Linked DNA regions of Sus scrofa: region 1 is linked to region 2. Evidence: chromatin contacts called from public HiChIP or PLAC-seq data. All regions are on one chromosome and are shown on one strand. Each heading gives the region's core, a stretch centred on a gene start, on an enhancer-like site or on the middle of the called end of the contact. The rest is flanking DNA. Distances are from core to core; before and after follow the strand shown.

Evidence for each region. HiChIP or PLAC-seq counts read pairs in DNA pulled down with a chosen protein or histone mark.
Region 1: an H3K27ac HiChIP or PLAC-seq map of alveolar macrophages shows a contact between it and region 2. The contact joins the promoter of SLC8B1 here to the promoter of IQCD in region 2. A contact is called at or near these places in 11 of 47 Hi-C or Micro-C datasets (adipocytes, liver, mesenteric adipose tissue and 3 more) and 2 of 2 datasets of contacts at active chromatin or transcription factors (alveolar macrophages and skeletal muscle).

The regions. Positions count from the first base shown.
Region 1 is chr14:38,806,605-38,810,498 of Sscrofa11.1, reverse strand. It overlaps SLC8B1 (sodium/potassium/calcium exchanger 6, mitochondrial), which reads left to right and starts at 2,238. Exons shown (of 17, transcript XM_021073269.1): 1 at 2,238-2,438; 2 at 2,825-2,978; 3 at 3,618-3,854. The coding sequence starts at 3,699.
Region 2 is chr14:38,695,569-38,699,731 of Sscrofa11.1, reverse strand. IQCD (IQ domain-containing protein D) reads left to right here and starts at 1,283. Exons shown (of 4, transcript XM_021073274.1): 1 at 1,283-1,475. TPCN1 (two pore calcium channel protein 1) reads right to left here and starts at 1,052. Exons shown (of 28, transcript XM_021073264.1): 1 at 848-1,052.

The DNA.
Region 1 (3,894 bases), core at 989-3,488, 110 kb before region 2:
CAGTCCATGGCGATGAAGGGAGACCCACTTGGGGTCACAGAGACCTAGGTGCAGATCTTTGCCACCTCCTGGTGGGTGCCTCGGGGACAGGTTGCATCATCTCCTTGAACCTCTGATTTCCCTCCTTGGTGAAACGGGGATCTTGGTAGCCCTCACCCTAAAGGGCTGTTAAATGGGACAAGCAGGTGAACACTCACTGGAATCTACGCTACTATACTCTGTAGTGATCATTATAATCTACACGCTGAGATTCCAAAGATGTCACACTTGAGACCACAGTGTCATCCTCCTTAGGGTGGGGAACTAGAGTGCTCAGTGCTCTGGAAGTAAGGAATGTGGGGACTGGGGTGGGGGGGTGAGGGAGGGCGGGCAGCAAGGACAATGGAAGATCACCCAGAGGAGTTGGCACATGAGCAGTGGGCCTGGCACAGGAGTTGGAGGTGGTCAGGTAGAAAAGGGAAAGGCTGGCATCCGGGGCGGGGGGCTCAGAGGGAGAGAGGTGTGGCTGGGGGTAACCTCTCCACTTCTGCGGTCAGAGTGGGAGAGGGTGGAGGTGGGGATAAAAGATGAAGTCAGAAAAGTGGGCTCGGGCTGGACATGAAGGGCCTCCATCTCTGGGCTCAGTTAGACCTCAGTCCTGAAGGTGATGACACACTTTGAGAGAGGGAAGCGGCGGGACTAGATGTGTGCAAAGTGTGGAAGTGGAAGCAAGGCTGTTGGAGCGGCTTGGGAGGGCTGAGCCGCCCTCAGTTTCAGCATCCCCAGTTCCAGCCTTGGTGCCCTGCCACACCCCACCCCAATGGAAGGAAAGACAGAGAGGATCAGAACTTGCCCAGGAGGCTGGGAAACTGGAGAGGGGGGACTACATCTATCAGGGCGAGTAGATCACTAATGCCCCTGTTTTGACCTATTTGCCATATTCTTCTTTCAAAAGCCACACTACTAGGGAGTTCCCATTGTGGCTAGCCATTAACAAAACCGACTGGTATCCTTGAGGACACAGGTTCAATCCCTGGCCGCACTCAGTGGATTAAGGATCCAGCGTTGCTGTGGGTTGTAGTGTAAGTAGACCCAGCTGGAATCTGGCCTGGCTGTGGCTGTGGTGTAGGCTGGCAGCTGCCACTCTGATTGGACCCCTAACCTGGGAACTTCCATATGCCTCGGATACAGCCATAGAAAGAAAAAGAAAAAAAAGGAAAAAGAGAAAAAAAAAAAAAAAAAAGCCACCCTAATAGAGGGAAATGAACCCAATTAGGAGATCTCCCAAACAGGCATTTCAGGCAGGACAGCCGAAATATTGGTGTGTAAAACGGAGCGTTCCCTGCCTGGGATCTTCTCAAATACTTCTTAGCACTGATTACCAGAAGTATTTTTTTTTCAATTTTATTTCATTGGAGTTCCTGTCGTGGCGCAGTGGTTAACGAATCCGACTAGGAACCATGAGGTTGCGGGTTCGGTCCCTGCCCTTGCTCAGTGGGTTAATGATCCGGCGTTGCCGTGAGCTGTGGTGTAGGTTGCAGACTCGGCTCGGATCCCGCGTTGCTGTGGCTCTAGTGTAGGCCAGGGGCTACAGCTCCGATTCAACCCCTAGCCTGGGAATCTCCATGTGCCGCTGGAACGGCCCAAAGAAATAGCAAAAAAAAAAAAAAAAAAAGTCAATTTTATTTTATTTTATTTTATTTTTGTCTTTTTGCCATTTCTTGGGCCACTCCCACGGCATATGGAGGTTCCCAGGCTAGGGGTCGAATCGGAGCTGTAGCTGTCAGCCTACGCCAGAGCCACAACAATGCGGGATCCGAGCCGTGCCTGCGGGATCCGAGCCGTGCCTGCGGTCTACACCACAGCTCACGGCAACGCCGGATCGTTAACCCACTGAGCAAGGGCAGGGATCGAACCCTCAACCTCATGGTTCCTAGTCGGATTCGTTAACCACTGCGCCACGACGGGAACTCCCACCAGAAGTATTTTGACATCAGCGTGCCCACACCTCCCTTGGGAATAGAGCCCTTTAGTTTCACCTTATAATGAGCCTCTCCGATCTCCTACCGTTTATAACCATTAGGTTTCATCTCAGCGTCTGCTTTAGAGGCGAAAGCAGAACCGACAGGCAAGGGGCACTGAGAGGAGGAGAGTGGGGAAGACCCGCAGGACCTCCCAGGGGGCCTGTGCCTTTAAGGGAAGGGGCGGGACGAGCCCTTGGGGGCGTGGTGTCTGGGCGGGGTTGTTAAGGGGCGTGGCCGGCGCGGGGCTCGCCGGGGCCAAATCAGGGCCGAGCCTCGGAACCAAACTCAGACGCTGCAGCGGGCTGGGAGCTCTGGTCTGCTGCCGCGTCGAGGGCGGAAGGTCGGGCGGCGCCTGCCAGCGCGCTGGGACTGGAAAGGCCTCGAAGCCCGGCGGGGTCGAGGTGCGGAGTTTGCGGGTTCGAGGCCCAGCCCGAGGTAAGCGGAGCTTCCCCGCCCAGCTGGGCGCAGCAGGAAGACCAGGCACCCGAAGTTGAACTCAACGTCCGCGCAGATTGGGAAACGGAGTACATTGACCTTCCCGGGGTCTCGTACCTAGAAAGTGCAGCGGCAAAAGTGATTGAAGCCCGAGTTTCCTGACCTCTGCCTCTTCCTACCAGGTCTGCATATCTTCTGAGCCTCTGAGCACCTGGCCTCGGACAGGCGCACAGGCGGCGCTCCATAAATGCTTCCTCATGAATGAGTATAAGAAATCGGCCGGCCGGTAGAGAGGAGACACGTGCTGATCCTCAAGTTGGGGTACATCTGAGGCGCGAGCCCTTAGCGTTTGCTCCGACGCGCCACCATTTGTCTTCGTTTTACAGATGAGGAATCAGAGGTTCAGAGAAATGAAGTGACCTCTCCAAGGCCGCACAGCTCTTAAGTGGCTGAGACTGAATTGCGGAGCTGGAGTATCTCGCCCCAAGTCTCTGCCAGGTGCAGTTACGGAGAACAACAGGAGGGAGGAGGCTATCAAAGGTGAGTTGAGAGTGCTGGGGCTGGTCCTTCCGCCCCCTTTTTTCCATCCCCACCGCACCCCCGCCGCCAACCTCTTCCTCCCCTCTTCTGCCCCTGCCAGGTGAGCAAAGAATTAAACAAACAAAAAACCCAAAGCAAAATGTTTTCTGGGCTTTGTTTTCCTTGAAGCCAAAACAAAACATGCTCATCTACAACATGTGGAAGAGCCAAAAGGAGGAAATTAGTGTGCCAAGGACTCTTTTTTTCTTTCCTGTTTAATTTCTTTGGAAGAAAAGCAAAGCTGGTTTTTCCCTGGTGCTGAGGGAAAAGACAGAGCTAAAGTTCAGCCCCACTCTGCTGCTAACCCGCTGGGTGACTTTGAGCAATTCACTTCCCCCAGGACCTGATTTCCCCATTAGAGGAGTTATTGGCCTAGGTTTCCTTGGAAACACTACCAGGGGCTCAGGAAGAAGGGCTAGCCAATCTGCATGCTGATTGAGTCAGGCCCATCCAGAATATGGGTTTCTACACTGGCTCTCCTTTGGTGAGGGGAGGAGAAAGGACAGTTTTTCAACTGAAAAAGTTTTCAGGGCCTTCCTGTTGGGTCCTGCAGTCATGGGTTGACACCATTTCTCTCTCTCTCTCTCTTCTACCTTATAGGCCATTGGAGGTGCCAGCTGTTTGAAACGAAAACGCCATAGAAAGGGAAGAAGAGGGTGAGGGCCAGGCCCCTTGGGGCTGATGGCTGGAGGACTGCTGAATCTGTGCTGGGTGCTGAGTGTGCTCCAGGTGCTGCTGATGGTGCAGACAGTGTCTGGAGCCAGGGGCCCATCTACAGGGCCCCGCGGTAGCTCCCAGTTTCCAGCCTCAGGTGTGAACCAGACCCTCCTGGTAGATGTAAGTATCCAGGCAAGACAGTGGCATCAGGTGGGGGGTA
Region 2 (4,163 bases), core at 34-2,533:
CAATGTATGGAGAAATTTTTGATGGTCACAACTAGGGATGGGGGTACTGGTGGGCAGAGGCCAGAGATGCACCAAAACAACCTACAATACACAGCTGAGACCCATCAGAACCTAGAAATATGTAGCTCGAAAGGTGAATAGTGCTGCTGTTAAGGAATAAAGCTAATGTCTCCATTTCACAGGTGAGGAAACTAAGGCTTAGATGGGAAGTGATAGAGCCCAGATTTAAACCCAGGCAGTTTGAATTCTGGGACCTTCTCTGCTTAACCATTACCCTTCATCTCTTACCAGACCAGTTCCCTCATCCGAATTCGAGCCCATCATTTCACAGAGAGGGAAAAGTGAGGCCCACAGGAGAGAAGGGACTTGCCTGTGGTCACAGTGCAGGACTCCTGAGTCCTATCCCAGCGCTCCTGCGGGCTTTGCTACCCACTCTACCGAGTACCCAGAAGGGAAGGGTCACCCCTAGGACAGGTCCCAGGGAAAGAGGGCCAGCAGCCATCCCGCCATCTAGGAGTCTCTAGAGGGGTGGGTAGCCTGAGGGCGCCTGGGAAACGAGCAGATAAGGGAGGAGGGGAGCGAAGAGGAGTGCGAGCTCCTGCTCCACGTGCGCAGCCTTGCGACCCCTCTCCCCTTCCCGGGCTTTCCCCTGCTATACCCATGCGGGGGCCCCCAGACCAGGGCTGGAGGGAGAGAAGCCCATCGATGACTTCCCCACAGCCCTTCTGGGCCCGCCTGCCCGCCTCCCACATCCCTATGCCCAGCCGCAACCCCGCACTACGAGCCCCTTGACCCCTGACCCCTGCCCTTTCCCTCAGGCCACCCTTCGCACCCCTTGGATTCTTACACGCGCCGCCCCGGCAACCCGGACCGCGCGCCGGGGTCCGCACTGCGCAGCCCAGCCCGCCGGCGCCGCCGCCAAAGCCCCAAGCCCGGAGCTGTTGCAGCTGCAGCAGCCGCCGCAGCCACCGCCACTTCAGCCGCCGCCACCACAGCAGCTGCGCCAGCTCTCCCATCCACCGCCTACTGTCCTCTCCACCCCCGCCGGCCCCGCCCCATTCCCCGTTTGCTGCGGCCTATTGGCTATCAAGCTGTCATGGTGCGCTCTGACTGGTCAAGCCTCAAGTCCTTCGCAAGTTCTTGCCCTCTGTTAATGCAGAACTCTCTGCCCGCCTCCTCGAGGAGAGGCGGGACGAAGAAACTCCGCCTCTTTCCACTACCCATTCTCCCCTCCTTACTCATTGAGTCCAACCCGGAGGGTTCGGGCCTTCCAATTGGTGGAGGGTTAGAGAGGTTGTGGTTCTGATTGGTCAGTCCAAAGGAGGTGGAGCGAACTGAGCGGAATAAGGAATGGAATGGCGAAAAGGAAAGTCAATCAGACTCCGAGTCCCGCCTTCTGAGGTTGGCGAGTAACCTAGCAACGCAGGCACCTAAGTGGTAATCACTTAGTAGAAAAACTGAAGCCCTTGGAGCAGGTGAGTGACCCCGTGGGGAAGGGCTGGATTTGATGAGGGGGGGGGAATGTCGAATGGAGCTCTCTATCCTTTGGTTTTCTTAGGAATCAGTAGTCCCCCACCGGCGAACCTGTCCCCGCCTCAGGACCCTGCTCTCCAGCACTGGCCCCAGTCTGGATCTCCACTTGTCCACTTCATGGTCCCACTTCCTCATCCGTAAAACGTGGATGATACTAGTCAAGTGGAGTCAAATCAAGTTTAATTACTTTCAAGTCAGACACAGGTGCTAAGGGTCAGAGAGTGGTTTATGAGTCCTCTTACTTTCCACTCAACGGCTGTACATCCCAGGGTGAGCATGCAATGAAAGTGAATGTTTAGATAATTTTGATTATACCAAGTCTATGCTAACTTTAGAACTTCACTCCCGGCTGGGTACCTAATATATGATTTTATTTACATACTTAAGACAAAGGGTTTGTTGTGAGAATTAACCAAGGTAGAAAGTAAAACAGAGGTTTAATGGGGGCTAGAGGAATGGGGAAGCAAGAAGTTATTATTTTTGAAGTTATTATTTAATGAGTATAGAGTTTCAGTTTGGAATGATGAAAAATTCTGGAGGTGGATGGTGGTGATGGATGCATATAGATGTGAATGTAATAACCTCATGCCACTGAATTTAAAATGGTCACAATGGACCCCCTTGCTGTACAGTGGGAAAATAAAAAATATATATATTTAAAAAAAATAAAATAAAATGGTCACAATGGTAAACTTTATGTTATGTATATTTTACCACAATGATAATTTTTAAAAGCAGCTATAGGACTTCCCTTATGGCTCAGCAGCTTAAGGATCCAGTGTTGTCACTGCAGCAGCTCGGGTTGCTGCTATGGCATGGGTTTTATCGCTAGCCTGGGAACTTCCACATGCCACTGCTGGGTACTGCCAGAAAAAAAAAAAAGAAAAGAAACAGCTGTAAAGCTGGATAAAACTATCTAGTGCTATTTTAAAACTCTGCAAATCAACCAAAGGCATACAGCAAACTGAGAGCTTTTATTCATAAAACTACTGAACTTCAAGTTTGTGCTGTACTTATGTAAGACTTCTCTGATTTCCCAACCCCCAGTTCTATTGGCATAATAATTCAACCAGGGCAAGTAGCCCTGGAAAACGAATAGTTTCACTGTCACTGTCTGATGGGGCTCCCTTGATCTGGAGGATTGCAGGCTAAACTGGCAATCTTGGTGGGAAGAGAACAGGGGAGGCCAGCAGCTCTAGCAGTCCAAGGTTGTAGTCCTATTTATTGCAAACAATAGGCTGAGAAAGCTCAGAGTTCTGGGGAATAAGACAGCCATAGAGGGCTTGATGAACTTTCTCTATATCCTGGTTGAGTAGAGGTTATGCACAGGTGTAGCAGAGACCAGAGCTAGCCCAAACCACTTAGACATCCCTGGCCTTTGGAGCCTTATAGAAGTACATGCTAAGTGTGTGCTGCCCTTGTCAGTGAAGAATAGAAGCCTTACTGGCTCAAAGTTTGAGCACACCTCTAACTGATTTTTGGCCAGATATTAAACTATGTGGATGCCAAGGCGACCCCAAGGAAGCCAGGCTTAAAAATAAAAAATATGGAGATGTTCCCATTGTTGCTCAGCAGGTTACACCCAACTAGTATCCATGAGGATGTGGGTTTGATCCCTGGCCTCACTCAGTGGGTTAAGCATCCAGCCTTGCTGTGAGCTGTGATGTAGTCTGCAGACTCAGCTTGGATCCCAAGTTGCTATGGCTGTGCCTAGCCTGGCAGCTGCAGCTCTGACTGGACCTCTAGCCTGGGAACTTCCGTAAGCCAGGTGCAGCCCTAAAAATGAAAACACACACACACATATATGGAAAAAAAAAATAAGCAGAAACATCAGTGGCTGCACATTGTGGAGGAGACCAACTTGACAAATTGAATCCAGGAAATAATTACGAAACACCCAAGTGAAACAAAAATGAGAAAAACAACCATTAGCAAGAAAAAAATACAGAGTTTCTCCAAATAAATAATCTTCCCTCTTAAATTTCTAGTGTTCCATAAAAATTGTGAGATGTGTGTAAACATACTCAGGGGGAAAAAAGCAATCAACAGACACTGTCTCTTGGTGTCCCCAGATGTTGGCTTTAGCAGACAAAGACTTCAAAGAAGCTATTATAAATTTGTTCAAAGAGCTACAGGAAACCATGTTTAAATAATTAAAAGAGGGTTTGATAACAGTGACTCATCACATCAAACAGAAAATATTTAGCATTCCAAAGTAGATTACAATAAATTGAGATGCACATTATAATCCCTAAATCAGTCACTAAGAAAAAACTCTAAAATATTTTTAAAAATCAACAGAGAAATCAGAAGTGTGAACTAAAAATACTTATTGAACGCAATAAAGGGCATTAAAGAAAAAGCATGGAGGAGTTCCCGTCGTGGCACAGTGGTTAACGAATCCGACTAGGAACCATGAGGTTGCAGGTTCGGTCCCTGCCCTTCCTCAGTGGGTTAACGATCCGGCGTTGCCGTGAGCTGTGGTGTAGGTTGCAGACGCGGTTCGGATCCCGAGTTGCTGCGGCTCTGGCATAGGCCGGTGGCTACAGCTCCGATTCAACCCCTAGCCTGGGAACCTCCATATGCCACGGGAGCGGCCCAAGAAATAGCAACAACAACAACAACAAAAG